Regions from separate parts of the Canis lupus genome. Here region 1 is linked to region 2. A link is a contact called in public Hi-C data. All regions are on one chromosome and are shown on one strand. The core of a region is the stretch at or near the end of the contact, and the rest is flanking DNA. Distances in the headings are between cores, read along the strand shown.

Region 1 (5,087 bases), core at 2,097-4,596, 430 kb before region 2:
ACGGGACACTGCGGCTGTGGTCACTTCGCAGGGCGGAACTCGCGTTGTGTGTGGTAACGGGTTACTGCTGTCGATCATGGGCAGGGTTTCACAGTGACCAGCCCCGTGACCCCCAGACTGTCAGAATCACAGAGGCACCAGGAGTTTAGGGAATGGGGTGAACCAGAGTTGCTCTAGTGCACCAACAGCAGTTGATGATTGAATATTTTCTTACATGCGTGTCCTGTGCATACATGTGTGACAGCCAGGCACATGCACAAAGAGGGGTGCACTTGTGCACACAGTGACACGTGAGCCTTCTTATATGCTTAGAGGACACCATTTGGAGACAATGGGAGATGCAAGAAGGGAAGATGGTGATGATGTCACAGCCAAGACAGGAAAGGGAGGGCCATTCCCCTGTGAGTCAGATTAGGAGCTGGCCAACTGCAAATTCTAAAAGATGTGTTTAGCACTTTTTTTTCCCTGTGGGTCTTGTTGTAAATGGGGGATGGAATCCCAAGTAGGCTAGCCAGGAAGGGACGTGCATCAGACCTGGGACTTCTGGACCAGGTGTTTGGGAGTGGCTTCAAGGGGACAGATTTGATTTAGGGTCGTTGACACTGTCGTCTTCCATGCGTGATACTGTGGGTTCTGAAATACGAACTGAGAGCAGACCTCTCAGAACCCTACTCCATGGTTACAATTTTGTCTTTAACAAAATCCTTGCTACTTAATATGCTCACTGCCAGGTATCGATTTTCTTTTATTTTAAGGTTTTTAAGTGGCTAGAATTCGAAATACTCATTACAGTGAAGCTTTAATCATGTAACATCTTTCGGAAATAGGAAGAAGAAACAAAATCATGAAGTGTATCTCTACGTTTAGAGCAGACGTGTGGGTTGATATGAAGGAACCTCCCTTGTGGAACTGTGGTGTTTCTTGTTTGCCTCTGTTATGTTGGCAGTAATTATTGATTTGTGTTACAGGGCAAAGATGTGTTTTCCAAGCCTGTCCGATCTGCACAGTTTTATTATGTAGACACTTTTGTGTTGTTGTCTTCTGGTCCTGAACTTCAGCTCCTGAAGTATCACATTGACACTTGCAAGGATGAGATCCAACGGTGCGTAACCTCTGTTTCTTTTCTCTTCCTTGTCGGGGGAGCTGTGTTTCAATACTGGGTCGTATGCAAATAGAATGTTTACATTTAAAAACGTGCAACATCAAATCACCTCATCACAGGCTGCTGACAAGAGCTGAGTGATGGGGTGATGGCTTCCCCCTGTTCAGAGCTTGTCCACAGTGCCGCACGTGGGGGCCGTGAACTGTCGCCTTGGTTGACCACGTATCAGATTGATGTCAAGTGGGACTATTGCTGCCATATTTGTAATGAAGTAAAACATGAACTGTTTCATACACACACACACACGTGCACTAGATACATGTACTAAATACTTGTTCACACCTCCTTTTGCAAGTATTAATGCTGGTTTTGTTCCCAATTTTTTTTGACTTGCATCTTTTTAAATTTAAATTCAATTTGCCAACATATAGAATAATATCCAGTGCTCATCCCATCAAATGCCCTCCTCAGTGCCCGTCACCCAGTCACCCCATCCCCCTGCCTACCTCCCCTTCCACTATCCTTGTTCGTTTCCCAGAGTTAGGGGACTCTTATAGTTTGTCTCCTTCTCTAATTTTTCCCACTCAATTTTTTAAAGAAATGAAAGATTATGGGGTAGTTAGTGTCCTGCTGTCCTGTTCCCATCCTCTCTTTTCCCTGCCTGCTCTTTCTCCGTACCGGGTGAGCATTTCTCTCACCACCATCCGTGAGCACGCTGGGCAGCCAGTCCCCTGCACCATCTTCCTTGTGCTGCAGTTCCATTTATTCCACATCCCTGTCCCCTATTGCACCCTCCACCTGCCAGCCTCAAGTTCATTTTATTTTTTTTTCAGAGTAGATTTTTTTTTAATTTTTAATTTTTATTTTTTTGTATTTTTTTTATTGGAGTTCAATTTGTCAACATATAGCATAACACCCAGTGCTCATCCTGAGTTCACTTTCTATATGAACAATTCACTTTCTGTTCTGTTGTTGTTCTTCTGTTGTTTAGGTTCCACATGTGAATAAGGTCAGAGGCTATTTGTCTTTCTCTGACACACGTCGCTCAGCAGAATGCCCTCTAGGTCCGTCCTTGTTGTACACGGCAGGCCTCATCCTTTTTGATGGTTCCATTGCGCACGCACCACCTCTTTGTCCTTCTGTCCACCGACACATGGGCTGCTTCCAGTCGTGGCTGTTGTAACCTTCCTCAGTTTGAAATTGGAGTGTTTGCTTCCTGTCCGTGGCTTTACATCTGTTAATGCTACACACACCTTCCATAATCATCCAAATATGTTTCTGAGACTGAGCCATGCTTGCAAATGTGACTTCAGTCTGTTCCCGGTGGCTGTTACATGGTTTTACAGGAGGAACGTGCCATGGCTGCTTCACCCATCCTCTTGTTGCCGGAGCTCTGGGTTTTCCTGACTCATCCTGTTCCCTAACCAGTGGCATGCTGGATTTCCTTGTGTGCATCTGGAAGTGGGTGTTTGGGGGTGATTGCACACCCACCTTCTCTGTGCCTGCAGCGAGCTGTGTGCGGTACACACAGCGAGGGCAGAGTCTTGACTTTCTCTGAGGCTGTCTGTCCTGCCTCTTCCTGCAGGGGATGCTGTCCTTCCTTCCTGTAACTCAGTACCTGATTGTGGCAAGTACTTTCCCTGGAAAGAAATACTGTGCCTGCCGACTATTTGCTTCTGGTGTAGCAGCCAAAGCTGGGGTGTGGAGCGGCCTTCATGCCTCATTCCTTTCGTGCTGGCTTATGTGGCCCTTTGCAAACTGTCCGGCCCTCTGGGGGTGTGCGACCTGGGCAGCCACACTTCCTCCGTTTGGGGGATGCCCCATGGAAGCTGCTTGAGAAAGGCCCTTCCCCAGGCCTGCTGCTTGCTTGGGCTGCAGCTGCTTCTCCCATTGGTACCAGTGTCAGCTGGGGGTGGTGACTCTCGGAAACTGGCAAGGCTTCAAATGATGGGACACCGAACGTCACATGGGCCACAGGCACGCACGCCCCTCAGCAAAGCTGTCTGTCTCTCTGGCAGGGCTCTTGGCCCTTCGTGTGGAGCAGAGCCAGAGAGGGTATGCACTCAGCAGCATACCATGCAGCCTCCCCTGCCCTTATTCTCCTTCTGAGCCAAAACTGGCCCGTGGCCCGTTTGCCATGTGAATACCTGTGCCTTCCCTGGTCCACCTCACCCCCACTCCCTGTGATTTCAGCTGTGTGTGGTCCCTTTGCTTACATGATCTGCTGTCTCTGACACACCCCTCCTGGTCTGTGCTGTTCATAGAGCTTTCACACGGCTGCCCCTGTGAAGCAATGGCTTTCTGCCCCATTAACCACCCTGCTGGATGATCTCACGCAGTTTATCAGCAGGAATGTGCGGCAATTTGTGGCATCTTTGTGTCATCACTGAGCTTCACTTCAGACCTCTCCTGTGACTCAGCTCATTTTGTTCCTTGAGTCTTCCCATTCCCCCCAGGACCTGCTCTCTGAGTCATCCCTCTGGATGCCCATCTCTGTGCCTGCATATCATGCCCTAGGCCCCAGGTGAACGTGCAGCGTTCACCTACCTTGGAAGGTCCAGGCTGATGGCCTGCTCATCCTCAGCCTCAGCCTCAGCCGCCCCACAGGCTCAGACTCGGAGCCCTCCCCACAGCTTTGTCCATCACCGGCCTGTGCCTGCTCTGCTCAGCCACCCCGAGGTCTCCCCTGGCCCTGCTTGGGCCAGGATCACTCGTAAGATGGCTAGAAGGTTCTTTCCTTTACTAAAGTATTGTTAGGGATCTTTGAGGACATGTGTTTATTAAACCAATAGTAACTGCTTATGTTATCCTTTAGAAAATATTAAGGGGACACCTGGATGGCTCAGTGGTTGAGCATCTGCCTTCGGCCCAGGGCGTGATCCTAGAGACCCGGGATTGAGTCCCACATTGGGCTCCCTGAATGGAGCCTGCTTCTTCCTCTGCCTGATTCTCTGCCTCTCTCTCTCTCTATCTCTCATGAATAGATAAATAAAACCTTTAAAAAAGAAGATAAAATATTAAGAACATATGTGTAAATGGAAATACAGATAATTTTTATCCAGTTAGATATCATTTAAGTATACGTAATTATTTTAGAATTAGGAGAAAAATTTGCTTTCTCATAGACAGGAATGAATTATTTTGGGCTTTATATGATATATCTTCATGAAGTTTTCCTAAAGGAAAAGTTGAGTTTCCTACAGGAAAATTAAGGTAGCAGACTGGTTCCTTTGATGTTATAAAGTATAATTATTAAGTGATATGAAAACTTTTTTCATATTCAACTTTTTCAAGACAGAATGCTTTGTCATGGGAGGGAAACAAAAAGACGGGTTATCTTTATTTTTCTTTCAGATATAAGCAGAAGAGCAGGTGCAAACGTGTCTTCAGGCTTCCTACGACTGGTAGGACAGAGATTACCAGTTTATCAGCCGTCAACGACTTCTATTCCTGTATCCTTGCCCCTGCCATTGGTGTTTTCACATCCTGGGCACCCTCCTCCCACATGAGCATCTGCTGAAGGCCCCAGCCTCAGGCGACATGCTGAGCACTGGGACTTGGGGAGCTCACGTCTGCTGCAGTAATTGTAGGTGCAGCAATTTCATCTCAAAGGAAAATAGACATTGATGCCGCAGAGCATATGATATATAGCAGGGTGATTTAACTTGGTATCTCTGGTCTGTAGTTTATGCATAGTACTTTTTAGAAATTTAGTACTTTTTAGAGATCAACTGCTATACCTGCTATGGGCCTCCTTCCATTAACTGGAGTTTGCCTCATGTCTGTGGAGGCTGAGAAGTACCTGGGGGATGGGCCCTGGGGAGGGCACGTGTGGAATCAGCACTGGGCGTTATATAAATATGATGAATCCCTGACCCCTACCTCTGAAACGAATTAATACACTATGTGTTAATTAATTAAACTTAAATTAAAAAAAATTTAAAAAGAGAAGTAACTCTTGAATATAAAATTGAGCCCAAAAGTT
Region 2 (5,133 bases), core at 908-3,407:
GTGGCATTGTAGTTGTGGTGAGGTCTTCACATGTATACAAAGGTCAAGACTGATCAAAATAGCACCTTAGCAAAAAAAAAAAAAAAAAATAGCACCTTAGCTATGTGCAAGACGTTAGAGCTGTAGGGGCTTGCAAGAAACAGAAACTGGTAAACATCCTGTCCCAGGACTACCTCAGATAAAAGTAGGAAAGGAAGCTCTCCAAGTGGGAAAACCCAAAGCAACCCTGGAGGTGAGCACAGATGCTCAGGAGGGAAGGAAGAGTTCCAGAAAGAGTTCACCTACAGGAACAGCAGCTAGTTAAAACAGCTGTCATCAGCAGTGTGAGCTTCATAAGGGTTGTGGAAGCAAAATCTTACAACACTAGTGTACTCAATGGAGCTATTGCTGGGGATTTCTTGCATTTCCCGGAAAATATTAAAAGTACTAATTTAAATGTTAACTGTCTAGGAATCCATATTGTAGTTTTTAGGATAACTGTTAAAATAATAATAAAAGAATATTAACTAAAAATACAATAAAAGTGAAAACTTGGCTGATGAAAATAATTGATTTATCTGAAGTAAAACAAGAAAGATGGGACAAAGAAACAAAAATGGATGAGATAGAATTGAATAGTAAGATGGTAGACTAAAACACAATTGTACCCTTAGCTGTATTAAATATGAAATGCTGAACAATCCAATGAAAAGATAAAGATTATCTGCATCCATCAAAAAAAAAAAATAAAGAAGTACCCAACAATATGTGGTTTGCAAAAGGCCTATTTTAGATAAGAAGGATTCATACAGGTTGAAAGTACAAGGATGTCAAAGAGGAGCCATGAAAACATTCTCTAAGAGGCAGCTGGTGTGTCTGTATCAGTGAGAGAGAGTTGACTTTAGTAAACGCCAATATATATATCGTATTACTAAAGATAAAAGGGACATTTCATAAAGGAAAAAGGAAGATATGAAACTCATAATTTCATATGCATCTAATAACATTGTTAAACACAGAGAAGAAAAAATTGACATCACTAAGGGAAAAAAGAGGAAATCTGCAGAAGCCAAGGTGAAGATCTGAGAACATCTCCATCAGAGACTGATTGTGTGAATAGATCTAGATCGGGGGAAAAAAATGAAAATAGATTTGCAGGACATAGCTACATCTTCTTAATTTAACACATGTAGTACAGTGCACTCCACAACTGCAGTATAAATTCTTTTTTCAGGTGGTCAAGGGAACATTTAGTAAGATTGCCTGGGCCATAAAGCATGTGATAAGTAAAATCACACAAAGTATGTTTTCCCCCACAATGCAATTCCAGCAGAATCAGCAACAGAAGGCAACTAAACCAATTACACCTCACTCTTCTATATCTTTACTGGATGAAAGAAGCACAGTGGAAATTAGAAAACATTTGTAACTGAAAAATAATCAGAATACAACACATCACAGCTTATGGGTGTAGCTGAGTAGTGCCTAGAGAACACAGTATATATTTAAGTGCATACATTGCAAAAGCTGAAGAGTTGATAATAAAAGATGGAAGCTTTCAGTCCCAGAAGTTAGAAAAAGAACAGCATGTGAATACAGAAATAGAAGGAGGGGAATTATAAACTAAGATGAGAAACAAAATTTTCCTCCTGAGCAGATAGGGGTTTCCAGTGTCAACATTTCCCCAATAAAGGGCAACCGAGCTGTTTTTTGACTCACGTATTCCAGTGCTCTAGGCACTGGTCAAGCTCTGCACACGAGGTGCATAGTCTATTTGGGGAGTTAAGCAGACATATTAATAATTCAATACAAGTACAGGAGAGGAACAGTCCCAGAGATGTGACAGTGTTCAGAAGGCTGGCAATAAGACAAGTCTCACGTGAGCCACCCCACATTCCAACAAGGGTTTTGTGAGGCAGGGTCAGGTAGCAGGTGCAGGGCCTCACTGTGTGTGCCCCCTGGCACCCAGTTGCATGCAGGTGTGATGCCTCCACTCCAGAACTGCAACTCCTTCCTGTTTTCAAAAGCCAGCGCACTATCATGTCATCCTCCTGTTACCACCCCATCCCCCTGCCTCTACCAGGCCCTGGAAGGGAGAGGTGAACACTGCTGCCCTGGGGTGATGTCAAGGTGCAGACACAGACAGGTGGTTCGGATCCAGGGTGCATGGTGGGCCTGCTTCTGTGGCACACTGAGTACCTGGAACCCAGAAGAGGTGGAGAAACCATGGGCTCCAGAGCTCTTCTGAGCCTGAGCACAGGACAGGTGGGTGTTGGGGCAGTGTGCACCCACACGGGGAGCAGCTTATAGGAAAGCAGGACAGAAGCAGGAGGCACAGGGGCTCATTCTTCACACCTGATTGACATCATTCTAAGACGTGCACAGAACATTGTTTTTCTTTTTACATCATTACGCATTAGGTAACAGTCTCAGATGCACCTGCCACACACTTTCATGGCCACTGAGTCCTTAGCATGCGGAGGCAGGTGTGGGGCACAGAGTGGAGGTGCAGGCATGAGCATCACCCCCCCCCCGCCCCCACGCTGAGCCTGCAGCCCTGTAGCGGATCTGAGGTCCCCCCATCCCCCCTCAGCTTGAGCTCGGAGCCCACCACAAGGCCTGCCTGTGCGGCCGCCGAGCATCCAGCCTGCTTCCCAGGGGCCGAGGCCTTCCTCCCCTCTCCTGGGCGGCCACGGCCCGCAGCCAGGGCTAACCGAGCTCCACCACTGTTGTGAAATGCAAAGCCTCGATTTTAGAATGTTTTTCAACATAAAGTCATGGGAATGGAAGTTCAAGCACCAAAACAAAGTTATATAAGAGGAATAATAAATTAAAGATGTCCAGCGGCAGCTGCAGGAGGAAAACAAGCGTTCGCAGGCACCCCTGCCCCCGGCCCGGGGGCCACAGCCTGCCGAGGACTCGTGAGTGGGCCTCCTGGACCTCGCAAATCACGCTGAAGCATTTGGACAAGAGTTTAGATAAGCAGAGAGAATGCACTGTTTGAGCTCATTTTTTCATAACTGGCTCAGCAAACAAAAGAAAAACACTGCAAGCGTCGGCGGCCAAAGCTGTCGTGATGAGGGCAGTGATAACACAGCGTTCCCCCTGGCCTCGGCTCTCGTGACTCAGGGAGGTGGGAGCTCAAAAGAGCTGGGGACCAGCGCCAAGGAATATGTGTTCAATTTTGTCCCCTCCCCTGCTCCAGTCCATGGAACTTATAGCTGCTTCGAAGGGATGACACACTGTAGTTTATGTCTCATGGAATGTCAAGCACTGAGTTTTTCCAGTCCCTGCCCTGACACTGTGGGCTACTTGACTCTGGGCAATCTGCTTTCACAGCCTCTGTTTACTCATTTATTTTTTTAATATATATATATATATGTTTATTTTTTATTGGTGTTCAATTTGCCAACATATAGAATAACACCCAGTGCTCATCCTGTCAAATGCCCACCTCAGTGCCCATTACCCAGTCACCCCCACCCCCCTTCCACCTCCCCTTCCACCACCCCTAGTTCGTTTCCCAGAGTTAGGAGTCTTTCATGTTCTGTCTCCCTTTCTGATATTTCCCACTCATTTTTCTAAAGGGAAATGAACATAGTGTCTCCCTCATAGGAATGGCATGCATATTTATAGAAATAATGTATCACAAACATCTGGGTATGGTGCTTTCGAGTCAGAAGTCTTAATAGACTTAGCTTTCTTGCAGGTTATTGCAGTGTCAGGAATAGCTGGCTACATCACTCTTAAGTTGTAGTTTTATGCAGTACAAGCCAGGATACAGGGACTCAGGAGCATTGGGGTGAGAAGTGGATATTGCCACTTTAAATACAATGATTAAAACTTGGGAATGAAGGTGTCTCTGATGTTTGGTTGTGTTTGGAAAGCCCAAGGAGTGGTCTATGCAGATGCTGGCTAGTCCAGGGAGAGAGGGCAGCTATGTGAGAAGGTGTGGAGGCAAGAGCATACTGGTGTTAAATAGGAAAGAGGACTACTTGGCCAGAGCCAAGATGACAAGGGGCACAATAGCAAACACAGGGCCCCAGCAAACTAAGTAACAAAGATGGCATATACAAAAAAGGGATATGAAGATGTGGTCAGATTCAAGGTAAATCTATGCCAAGATCTGAAGGAGAAAGGACAGACACAGTTACTGAGCCCAGTGAGACCCACGGCTTCTGGTGAGTCATGGGGCATCGGGAGGTCCTGCCAAATCCTGACCAAGAGTAAGGACAACAGCCCACCTGTGCTCGTCTCCGCATCCTTACTTCCCGCTGGTATCACCCATTTAATCAAACCAGAGGAAAGGGACCCTATAAATACAGGTCATAAAGGTCAGCCTCCTGGGCACAAAACACGTGGGCAAAGAGTGGGGAGTTGAACAAGATGGACAAGCAGGAAATATCCAGCATAAGGAACAAGAGAGGTTGTGTGTGGGGGGGGTGAGAGTACACAAAGTCTTGCAGGCACTGTAATGGATTTTCCTCCAGAGAAGGGGAAGTCAGAAGAGCCCTCATCAGGAGAGTGAGTGCATCTGACTTAACTTCCAGGGAGATCATTCTGGCGACTGTGTCAGTGAGGTCAGAGGAAGAGGCAAGGAGAAGAACATTCAGGGTTCATCACACTAATTAAATGGAAGACAGTTGCGACATCCGGAGGTGCCCAGGACAGCTTGGAGTTGGTTGTCAGCACTGAAAATTCAGAGATGTAGTCAGATTCTTGACATGCTTTAGTGACAGCACAGCTAGATTTATGGATGGACTGGATCTGTGTGATGAGGGATGGAGGAACCAGACGGTGGCTCCGGAAGTATGACCTGAGCACCTGGAAGGCAGATGTGGTCACTAACACATGTGAGATGTCCATACAAGGGGTTGGCGTGGTTTGGGGAGAAGATCACAGTTTAGGTTTGGACATATTAAGTTCGAACTATTTTTAGGTCCAAGCAGAAGTTTCAGTGAGGAATTTCCATACAATCCTGGAGTTCAAGAAAAAAAAATCCTGGGTCTTATGATATGAACTTTGGAATAGTCAGTGAGATGGAAACTAAATCCATAAGAGTTGGGAGTGCAGGTGGATTTGTATGTAACAGTGTATGCCTAGTGTAGTCGGCACCCTATAAGTGGTTGATATTGTCCTTAATTCTCTCTTTTC

What was found. Hi-C and Micro-C count contacts between places; a contact is called where the count stands out from the background.
Region 1: a contact with region 2 is called in a Hi-C map of skin fibroblasts, with 3 times the contacts expected there. The contact joins two enhancer-like sites. A contact is called at or near these places in 2 of 9 Hi-C or Micro-C datasets (amygdala and skin fibroblasts).

What each region holds. Positions count from the first base shown.
Region 1 is chr1:57,229,915-57,235,001 of UU_Cfam_GSD_1.0, reverse strand. It overlaps WDR27 (WD repeat-containing protein 27), which reads left to right. Exons shown (of 25, transcript XM_038526606.1): 17 at 1-53; 18 at 969-1,102; 19 at 4,457-4,554. Among named protein-coding and RNA genes, the nearest start is that of DSE, 110 kb to the left of the region's middle. Within about 2 kb of position 3,346, at least 3 of the 20 cell types and tissues checked have an H3K27ac peak or open chromatin away from gene starts, as enhancers often do.
Region 2 is chr1:56,794,850-56,799,982 of UU_Cfam_GSD_1.0, reverse strand. No RefSeq gene overlaps it. Among named protein-coding and RNA genes, the nearest start is that of THBS2, 190 kb to the left of the region's middle. Within about 2 kb of position 2,157, at least 2 of the 20 cell types and tissues checked have an H3K27ac peak or open chromatin away from gene starts, as enhancers often do.